Linked DNA regions of Macaca mulatta: region 2 is linked to region 1. The links are chromatin contacts, called in public Hi-C maps. All regions are on one chromosome and are shown on one strand. Each heading gives the region's core, a stretch centred on a gene start, on an enhancer-like site or on the middle of the called end of the contact. The rest is flanking DNA. Distances are from core to core; before and after follow the strand shown.

What was found. A called contact is a pair of places that touch in the nucleus more often than the background predicts.
Region 2: a Hi-C map of liver shows a contact between it and region 1, with 5 times the contacts expected there. The contact joins the promoter of AMMECR1L here to the promoter of UGGT1 in region 1. A contact is called at or near these places in 5 of 14 Hi-C or Micro-C datasets (CD4 T cells, cortical neurons, fetal cortex germinal zone and 2 more).

What each region holds. Positions count from the first base shown.
Region 1 is chr12:9,195,088-9,199,842 of T2T-MMU8v2.0, forward strand. UGGT1 (UDP-glucose glycoprotein glucosyltransferase 1) reads right to left here and starts at 1,986. Exons shown (of 41, transcript XR_003721203.2): 1 at 1,761-1,986.
Region 2 is chr12:9,388,248-9,393,002 of T2T-MMU8v2.0, forward strand. AMMECR1L (AMMECR1 like) reads left to right here and starts at 1,903. Exons shown (of 9, transcript XM_015109827.3): 1 at 1,903-2,475; 2 at 3,962-4,071. The region is part of intron 1 of WDR33 (WD repeat domain 33); the gene reads left to right.

The DNA of each region.
Region 1 (4,755 bases), core at 736-3,235:
CCCGCACCACACCCTGGGCCTGGTAGTTAAAGATCGACCCCTGACCTAATGGGTTATGTTATCTATAGATTACTGACATTCTATAGAAAAGCACTGTGAAAATCCCTGTCCTGTTCTCTTCTGTTCTTACTGGAGCATGCAGCCCCCAGTCACATACCCCTTGCTTGTTCAATCGATCACGATCCTCTCACGCGGACCCCCTTAAAGTGGGACAGGAATTGCTCACTTGGGGAGCTCCATTGTTGGAGATGTGAGTCTTGCCAAAGCTCCCGGCCAAATAAAACCTTTCCTCCTTTAACTCGGTGTCTGAGGGGTTTTGTCTGTGGCTTGTCCTGCTACAATCTTAGCACTTTGGGAGGCCAAGGCGGGTGGATCACCTGAGGTCAAGAATTCGAGGCCAGCCTGGCCAACATGGTGAAACCCCATCTTTACAAAAAATACAAAAAATGTGCTGGGCGTGGTGGCACGTGCCTGTAATCCCAGCTACTTGGGAGGCAGAGGCATGAGAATCACTTGAACCGCGGAGGCAGAGGTTGTAGTGAGCCGAGATCGCCTCATTATTGCACTCCAGCCTAGAAGACAAGAGCGAAACTCCATCTCAAAAAAAAAAAAAGAAAAAAGAAAATTATCACATTGTCTTGTATTGTTACAGGGAAACTTAAAAAAGAAAATGCTCACAGACAGCTGCAGGAAAATTCTAAAAGAATTTTCTTCATAGTTTAATATATTCCCCTGAAGTTCAATGTGCATTATAAATGTGCTATGCTACTATACGAGTATTATGCTCACTTCCTTTAGTAAGTTTCATGTGGCCAGGAGTTCAAGATCAGACTGGGACATAACAAGACCTCGTCTCTACAAAAAAATAAATAAGAATTTTTAAAAATAAGCTTCAGCTAAGTTTATCAAAAGGAAGTCAAGTGTTGCTAAATTCGACTTGCTTTAAAAAAAAAAAAAGCAAAGTGAAAGGCTACAATCATTCCAAGTTTTTTGGTGCTGTCTTCAAACGCTTGCCAAGTGTAAGATTATTGAAAGAAAGAGCGCACTTTACACTAAAATTGGCTGGCAAGTGCATCAGTGAATGTTTCCGAAACAGTTAGTGTGGCACAATAAGGCAAAAGACCCCAGGACTTCAAACGAACAAAATATGCTCCTTCTCAAATCTGGCAAGAAATGCAAAACAACTGCAGATTCTGGCCAAGGAACAAAAACAGTTCATATCTATAAGTTATTGGCGACGCTGCAGATCTCAATCTGGCAGGTCCCACACTAAAAGTGAAACCGGATCATCCAATTTCCAGCCAACAGATCACAGTATTAAACGAAAACAGCAACCAAGGCACATCAACCCGAATTCATTTTAGGAAAAATAGAAATCTATTTTAAAAGGCACGTCGTTCTGCAATCAGGGTCCAGCAAAGTGCTGGTTCTCAACTCACTGAGGATCAAGCTTGGTCTAAATTCATGGTAGGACACTTCCCCCACTTCCTTCTGCACTTGGGCACAAGGATCCAAAGCTCTTCAGAAAAGGTTCAAGATCTCTGAACAGAGCCAGCCGCCACCCCCGCGGAAGCGATACCTTGCCAAGACCACCACTGAGGGCAACTCAGGGCGCTCGCGAATAGGGGAAGGGATAGGACACCGGAGGGGAAACTGAGTCACGGTAGAGGCGAAAGCTCAATGTGACGGGGGCACAGGGTCGCCTTGCGCTCCAAACCCTCTCTCCATCCATGAGGCCTCCTCACGCCACCCCTGGGTACCTGTCACCGGCAGCGCAGCCGCGGCACACGCACCGCTCGCGTCTCCCTTGCCGCCTATGCCCGGGCCGTGGTTAGTCCGCCACAGGGCCAGGGACAACGCCAGGGCGGGGCGGGGCTGCAGCGGCGGTGCAGGCTGCGCCAGTGAGAAGCCGACACGCGCCTTTCCCGCGGCTCGGCTCAACACCCAGTCTCGCAAAGCAATTGCCCGGCTGCCGGCCGCCCTCTTACTTCCGCTTCCTAAAGGCGAACGCTAGAGGACTTCCGGCTACCGAGTCGAGACCTAGCAGGCCAGAGCGTCGGGCGGTCGGCGTCTTATCCCCGAGCGGGGGCGTCCGGCGTCTCTCCGCACTTCCGCTCTCCTGGGTGGCGGGTCGGCTGCCAGTCCTCAAGGTCTTGGGAAGGTTCGTTGTGCCAGCAGCTGAGACCCGAAACCTTTAACAGTCGATGAAATCCAATTTGGACTCTGGGACCTACTCCGTTAAACGTTTGTTAAAAGCTGACTCCCTTTAGCCTTTCGGTGGCACAGTAAGGACACTTGGCTTAATGTTTCTGAGCATCTTCGACTTTATACTAAACCCTAAAATGTTGATAGCTACCTTCCAGGGGGGCAGGATGAAAGGAAGACTTTTTAAATTTTAGGAGCCGATTTAGCTTATCTTATTCGGGCAGCGGCAGCTTAGTCTGCAGGGACTGCTTTGTCCATTTATTTATTTATTTATTTATTTATTTTTAACTAATGTAAACCAGTTTAAAATTGTTTTGCAATAGGTAGCATTTAACCCACCCAGAAATGAATGTCTCTTGGAGGGTATGTGTTTAACTATATTAAGTCAAAGTGAATGAAAAGCCAAAAATACTTTTGTATTCTTTTGGATTTGGAGTCTGGCTCTATCTCCCAGGCTGGAGTGCTGTGGCGCAATCTCGGCTCACTGCAACCTCCGCCCCCGGATTCAAGCGATTCTCCCGCCTCAGCCTCCCCAGTAGCTGGGATTACAGGCGCCCGCCACCGCACCGGGCTGATTTTTGTCTTTTTAGTAGAGACGGGGTTTCACTCTGTTAGCCAGGCTGGTCTCGAACTCTTGACCTCAGGTGATCCACCCGCCTCGGCCTCCCCAGTGCTGGGATTACAGGCATGAGCCACCACACCCGGCCCAAGATAATTTTAGGAAATAAACATGAGCCAAGATGATGATGAAGGGGAGGAAGGAAAGGAGGATGAAGGAGATGAGTAATAGAACACTGATGGATTCCAGCCTTCCTTTTTTTTTTTTTTTTAACATTTTCTCCAGTCCCTGGGAGCAAGTTGCAGTCTTTCCCCCCGCCCCCTACTTGTGCTCAGTCTCCCTGTTCTTGAGGTTTCTTTACACTCTGGTTCTCAACTTATTTTGGGGGAAATACCTTGAGCAGAATACAATGGGAAAAGAGGCTCTAACGCTTTCTGTTCGAAATTCATTTTTATCCCTTGCCTGTCTGAGCAAAAACTGTATGGAATCACCACCACCCAGCTCTGTGGAAAAAAAGAAAAACCTACCTCCTTCGCTCTGCTGGAAGCTGGAGGGCTCTAGGCCCCTGCGTAGCAGAGCCTTCAATTCTAGCTTTCTTCCTGCTGGCTCTGTATGTTGGGCTCGGAGAGTACACTGGGTCTCTAGTGAATATGGACAGTTAGCATTTACCAACATCTTTCTGTCTACTTTCTCGTGTTTAAAAAAAGAAAGAAAAACTTTTTTAAAATGGGATTCTAGAATTCAGCAAAGAATGGGTCTGAGATGTTTGGATGGGTTCAGTGGACATTTTACAACATGGCTTCTCCTTTGGCATGTTTAATTGTGATGTTTGATAGACATCCTTGCGTAAGATGACACTTTTAAAATAAATTATCTCCTAATGATGACTTGAGCCCTGCCACTCAGTGGGAGAATCAGCAGAACCCCTAGGATCTTATTTGGAATTGACATTCTCGATTGTAATTTTGTTGCTGTTTAGTTTTAAATTTTGTTTCACTGGAAAGGAAAGCTCATGCTCAGTTTTAAGGGTTAAAAGTGTACAAGTTGCTTTCTTACAATAAAACTAAATGTGTACACACACAAAAAGAAAAAACAATGAGCATTTTAAAATTTATTTCACAAGGGAGCTGTTGCGTTAGCTTTCCTTAGCGTGTTTTCTAGCCCTCTTAAAATCACATCAGCTAATGCTTCCATAAAAAGGAAATTGTTAATTCACCATATTACAAAGTTGATTATATACTTTTTCTTGGCCTTATCTTGATCTTCTGCTATGTGATACATGAACAAAACCAAAGTTTGCTTAGTTTTAAAATACAACTAAGTGGTAGTGCAGAGCTTCTAAGAAAGTTGGATTTCACCTTTTCCAAACCTTTCTCTGAAAAGTGCTACCTTATTTGAACAAAAACAGATTTTAAAAAAACTTAAACTTTTTATTTAGAAATAATTGTAAATTCACAAGAAGTTGCAAAGATAGTACACAGAGGTTTTGTTTTTTTGTTTTTTTTTTTTTTTTTTTTGAGACGGAGTCTCGCTCTGTCGCCCAGGCTGTAGTGCAGTGGCGCGATCTCGGCTGCACTGCAAGCTCCGCCTCCCGGGTTCACGCCCTTCTCCTGCCTCAGCCTCCTGAGTAGCTGGGACTACAAGCGCCACCACCACGCCTGGCTAATGTTTTGTATTTTTAGTAGAGACAGGGTTTCACCGTGGTCTCGATCTCCTGACCTTGTGATCCGCCCACCTTGGCCTCCCAAAGTGCTGGAATTACAGGCGTGAGCCACTGTGCCCGGCCCACAGAGGTATTTTGTACCCTTAAGCCCATTCCCCCGATGATTACATTTCAAGTATCTATGTTACAGTATCAAAACCAGAAATTGACTTGGTACATTGTGTGGGGGAGACAGGGGTATTTCCATAGTTTTGTATGTGTCTGTACATTTCTGTAACTACTGCCAAAATGAAGACCCGCAACTATTGCAGCACCACAAAGATCTCCC
Region 2 (4,755 bases), core at 653-3,152, 190 kb after region 1:
ATCTGCCCACTGCTTGTTGGTTTCCTTCCTTATTTATTCAGTTGGGCTACAAATAATTGTATGCCTATTACATACCAGGTTTCTGTATTATGTACAGGAAATGAGAAGATAAATAAGAGACAGCCTCTTCCATATTTATGGCATACACTGCCCTCAGTTTAGTTTCTTTCTCCTGTTCAAAATTTCATTCTGTTTATTTTTGCATCAGTTCAGGCTGTTGCTTACGTGAGGTAACCTCAAAGTGACTTTTTGAAAGTCCTGACCCTTTGCCTTTCAACATCATTTAAGAACAGCAACAGCATCTGGATCTCTCAGTAAAATGCCTTTTCAACAGCTCAAAGCCAGGCTTGTTTTTGTTTTAATTTGGGAATGTTTCAAGTGAAACTTAGTTCCATCATTTAATTCCTGGCAGCCCAATAACCAGGGAGCAGTAACTCCCTTATCTGTGGGCTGTTTAATGACTATCTAGTACCACCCTGGGAGCAATAGACTAAGGCCTTCTTCCAGATGCCATGTTTTAAGGCTTTCAGCTGGAAAGACCATCACTCTGTAACATTTATTCTGATTATTTTAAGTCAGGATTTGGCCGCCTTATTCAGAAACAAACCAAAAAGCCTGGCCCCTGACTTTCTGCCTCCTGCACTTCTGGCTCTAGGCCATATGAGCATCTAATTTCTAGTTTTTCAGACAGAGAAGGTTAGAAACTGGTAACCGTGGCCTCAACAGCAGATAAGCACATCAAGTCTGTGACAGGAATTAGGAAGACTGCTAGAGAATTATTTTTAAAGTCATCTCTTGTTCCACAAAGCATAGTTGTCTCTTCCTTTTTGTCCTCCTTGCCCATTCTCTTTGAGAAGTCCAGGTCTGAGAGGCACCAGACACTCAATCGACTAGGGTTTTGCTGCCTATAGGTAATTATGCTAAAAGTCTGCAGTAGTAGATCTTATGCTGGCATAATTATGCATTCGAGAGCAGAAGGTTTTTGCTGGAAAGCTTCACTGTTAGATATGATTTGCATTTTTTACTAGATACTTGTCTTTGGTCTTTGAGGACAGACATATTAAGGATTCCTTTGTGCAACAACACAAAAGCAAAACACAAAACAGCCCATATGTGAGCATGAGGCCGTTTTTTAATACAAGAAAGACATTGCTCTAGAACAGGGTTCGCCTTTGCTTCAGGGCCTAACAGTTTATTTTGGAGCCATAAGGGTAAGGAAGCAGGTCAGAAATGACTTTTAGTGTAACCCTATCTGTAATTAAAAATAAATGCTGTCATAAGATCAAATGTTATCAAAAATCAGTATTTTAAATTAAATTTACCCCGAAGTTTCTTTCAAAAAAAATCTGTAATGTTCTTTTTGAGTGACGCTTTTGCCCTGCTAGAGCTGAAGAATGTGATCAATCGGCTTGTTGAATAATCCTGCACAGTAGGCATTCCGCTGAAGCCAACTCTAGCTGGGGGCTCGGGAGCGAAAGACACAGATGGGGCCCGGCCGCCCCTCGAATCGGATGGGCGCGCCCGTTCCCGGTGCATCAAGAGGCTGGCCCGGCCAGGGGAGAGCGGCTGGCACCGAACCCCACGCACCTCCCCGCGGGCGGGGCCGGGCAGTCGTCGGCTCGATTTAAAGCTGGTCTCGAAGGTTGCGGCCGGTCAGGCGAGGCGAAGCAACGTGAGCGAGGGTGCTTAGGGAGAACAGCCGCGGGCAGCTCAATGCTGGGTGGCCAACGCGCTACAGCTCCCGGCAGCAACCCAGCCGACAACCCGACCCGGATCCCGAGCTGCGTAGCGGACAATACTGCGCGCCCGTCCCGGACTACGACTCCCGGCGGGCTCTGCGACCGCTCCGGGGCGGCCCAGCGTGCACTGCGCCGGCCAGCTTGACAGCCAGGCGCCCCAGTCGGCTAGCTCTGCGCCCGGCCAGGGACGCTGGCCTTCTCGCGGTTTTCCCCCGATGTCTCTCTTTACTCCAACTGCCTGAAACTCGGCCCCACGAATGGCAGGCAGCGTCCAAAATTCAACCCCGTAGAGCCAGCACCAGCCAATAAGGCGCACGGATAGAGGCCACGTGACAGCAGTGGGCCGGCCCTCCGGCTGAGCCCAGATCTCTATGGTTTCCGCGGCTCGCTAGAGGGAGTGTGGTCCACTGGAGGACTCCCTACATTCTTCCTCCATTACCTCACTGCCTCCGGTGGCTGCTGGGATACCGGAGGACTCGGGTCCCGGCTCGACTCAGTCCTCCAGCCGCCCGGGGAATACCTCTAGTTCTTCCCGGCCGCCGCCGCCGCCCCGCCGCTTCCTCCTCCGCCAGCCGGCCTCCTTCGCCCCGCCCCGTCCGCGCCGCGCGTCCGGCCCGCCCGCGGGCCAGCTTCTCTCGGGAGCCCCCACCCAGGCGCATGGCTCCATGAAGCAGAAGGAGGAGGCAGAGCACGAGAGGTCCCGTCCGCCCCAGCCGCGTCTGGGCCAGGAGAAAAGGTGGGAAACTCAGGCTGCGCCGCGCCCTCCTCCTCCCCGCTGCCGGGCCCGGCCTCCCTCGGGCCGCCGCCGCCTTGCCCGCCGGGCCTGTTCTCGCCGGGTCGGGCGGCGGGGCCGGGAGGAGACCCCGCGGTCCTGGGGCGAGGGTCCCGGGGCAGCGTGGGGGAGGGGTCCCGGGCGGCGGGGGGGCCTCAGGCCCTGTCCCAGCGGAGGGCAGGGGGTCGGGAGGCACTGCCGGGGAGGGGCGGGCGGCGCCGTGCCCCGGGCCGCGAGGCTCGGCTCCCGCTCCTGGTCCTTGTCTGCACTCCCTCCAGGAAGCAGACTCGCTCGTTGTAAAGTTTGGTGGTCTCCGGCGCCGCCTGGTGGCCCCCACCCACCGTCCCGCCGCCCCCTCCCCCGCCCGGCGTCTGGATTCCACCCCCGCGGCTCGGCCCAAGCTGCTCTACCCGTCGCTCCATCGTCTCCCCAACTCCCCAGCGCCCCGGACCCTCTTTCCTCATACCCTCGTTTTTCACCTTTCACCCTCTCCCTCGGCCTGCTTTTCCCCTCCCTGCTCTGGCCTGTCGTTTTCTTAACACTCTTCACACGCGCGCTTCCTCCTCCTCCTCTTCTCTTTTTCCCACCCCTACCCTTGGGCCCTCCTTCCTTAACCTGCGCTGGACCCCTGTTCCGTGATCCGTCCACCTGACACGCTGGGTTTCATGCCTCTCTCTTTCCCAGGCTGTGGGTTGTGCCCTTCACTCTTTGCCCTCCTCCATTCCCTGTCCTGATCTGAACTCCTCTCCTTGCCACGGTCCCTCACCCTTATCCCTCTGGGCCTTATCCTCTTTCACTGCCCTCTCCTAGGATAGAGTGGGTGGGGCCTCTCCCACCCACAGGAGATGTAAACAGTCTCCTGTTTACTTACATCTTTGGGAGTAGCTCCATTCTCTACTAGTGGGGAGAGTTGGTGAAGCGATCAGGAAGAGATTTCTTCGAGACTGACAGTAAGGATGAATGACTCCTAGCAACAGTGACCCTCTCCTCCCGGCATAGCAAGATGGCCTGCCCTCAGGTCCCTGCCTCCGGCGTGCTGTCCAGTAATTCTTCAGTGCTGTCTTTGCAGAGGATTGGGGAATTATTTATCTGTGTTCTGAAACCGGCGGCGAGCCTTTAAATGGTCTCTCCTGGCTTGAGAGCAACTTTTGCTCTGCATCGGTGGTGGGGAAGTTTTAATGCTCGAGTTCAATAAATCAAACCTTTGATTCTCACCATCCTCCCCTCTTGCCGATGACGCTAAGGATGAGATGATTCAGGGCATGGGACTGCACTGCTGCCTCAGATTTAGAGTTTGAAAGGTTTTGAAATAAGGAGAGCCTGTTCTCTGGCTATTTGCTGTGCCCGCCCCGAAATTGCTCTGTGGAGTTGTGGTTTTTCAGAAACCGTATGTATCTTACCTCTGCCCTACCTGGGTGTTTGTTCACTGCACCTGCCATTTCCGTCTTAGGTACAGGAAGAAGGAATGGAATCCGAAGGAAGAAAATTCATTCCAGAGACAAAATAGCTCCCCTCCTCTGTTGTAGCTGTTCCTCTGGCAATACAAACTTTCTGCTTTCAGTGAGTATTATCTTGGACATATTTAGAAAAGAGCGTCATTGTAGTTTTTGGTTTTAGGCATGTGCTAGGATTTTGGGATGTAGGTGTATTTTGTTCATTCGTATTTTTCTACTTCCGTGAGGGGATCCTAATGTTGATGAAGTTTTTCCACTGATTCCCTTTTAAAATAATTTAAATATGCAAGTTTGTGTTCTGTACCCCCATTAGAGTGAGCTAGGTGGTGGCGTGGCATGATCTTTCCTTTATATTTCTAGTGTGTAAGGTCTGGCTCCCTACCCTTCCCAAATTCGTTTCTCAATATGACCAAAAAGGTTGTCTTAACTTTTAGGGTAATTAACTCAGAGGTTAATGCAGTTCCTGATCAAAGTCAGTTATTGGTTCTCTTTTCTATAGTTTCAGTCCTCAAAGACTTTTGGAACATTTTGTCCTAAATTCGCAATAGTGATGATATTTCCCTGAAAATCCCATCACAGATTTGAAAATAATTAAAATTTTTCACTGTAAACTTGAAACAAAGTTCTGGGGAAAAATTATGACGGCTGTGTCCTCTTAAGTTGATTCATGATAGTATGCTAACACTTAGGAGAGCGTTTTCAGAGTGCTTCACTTCTCGGTGAAGCCCCCCAGCCCCTCTGAGGGATGTAGGGGACAAATGTTTTTATTTTACAAATGAAAGAACTGAGG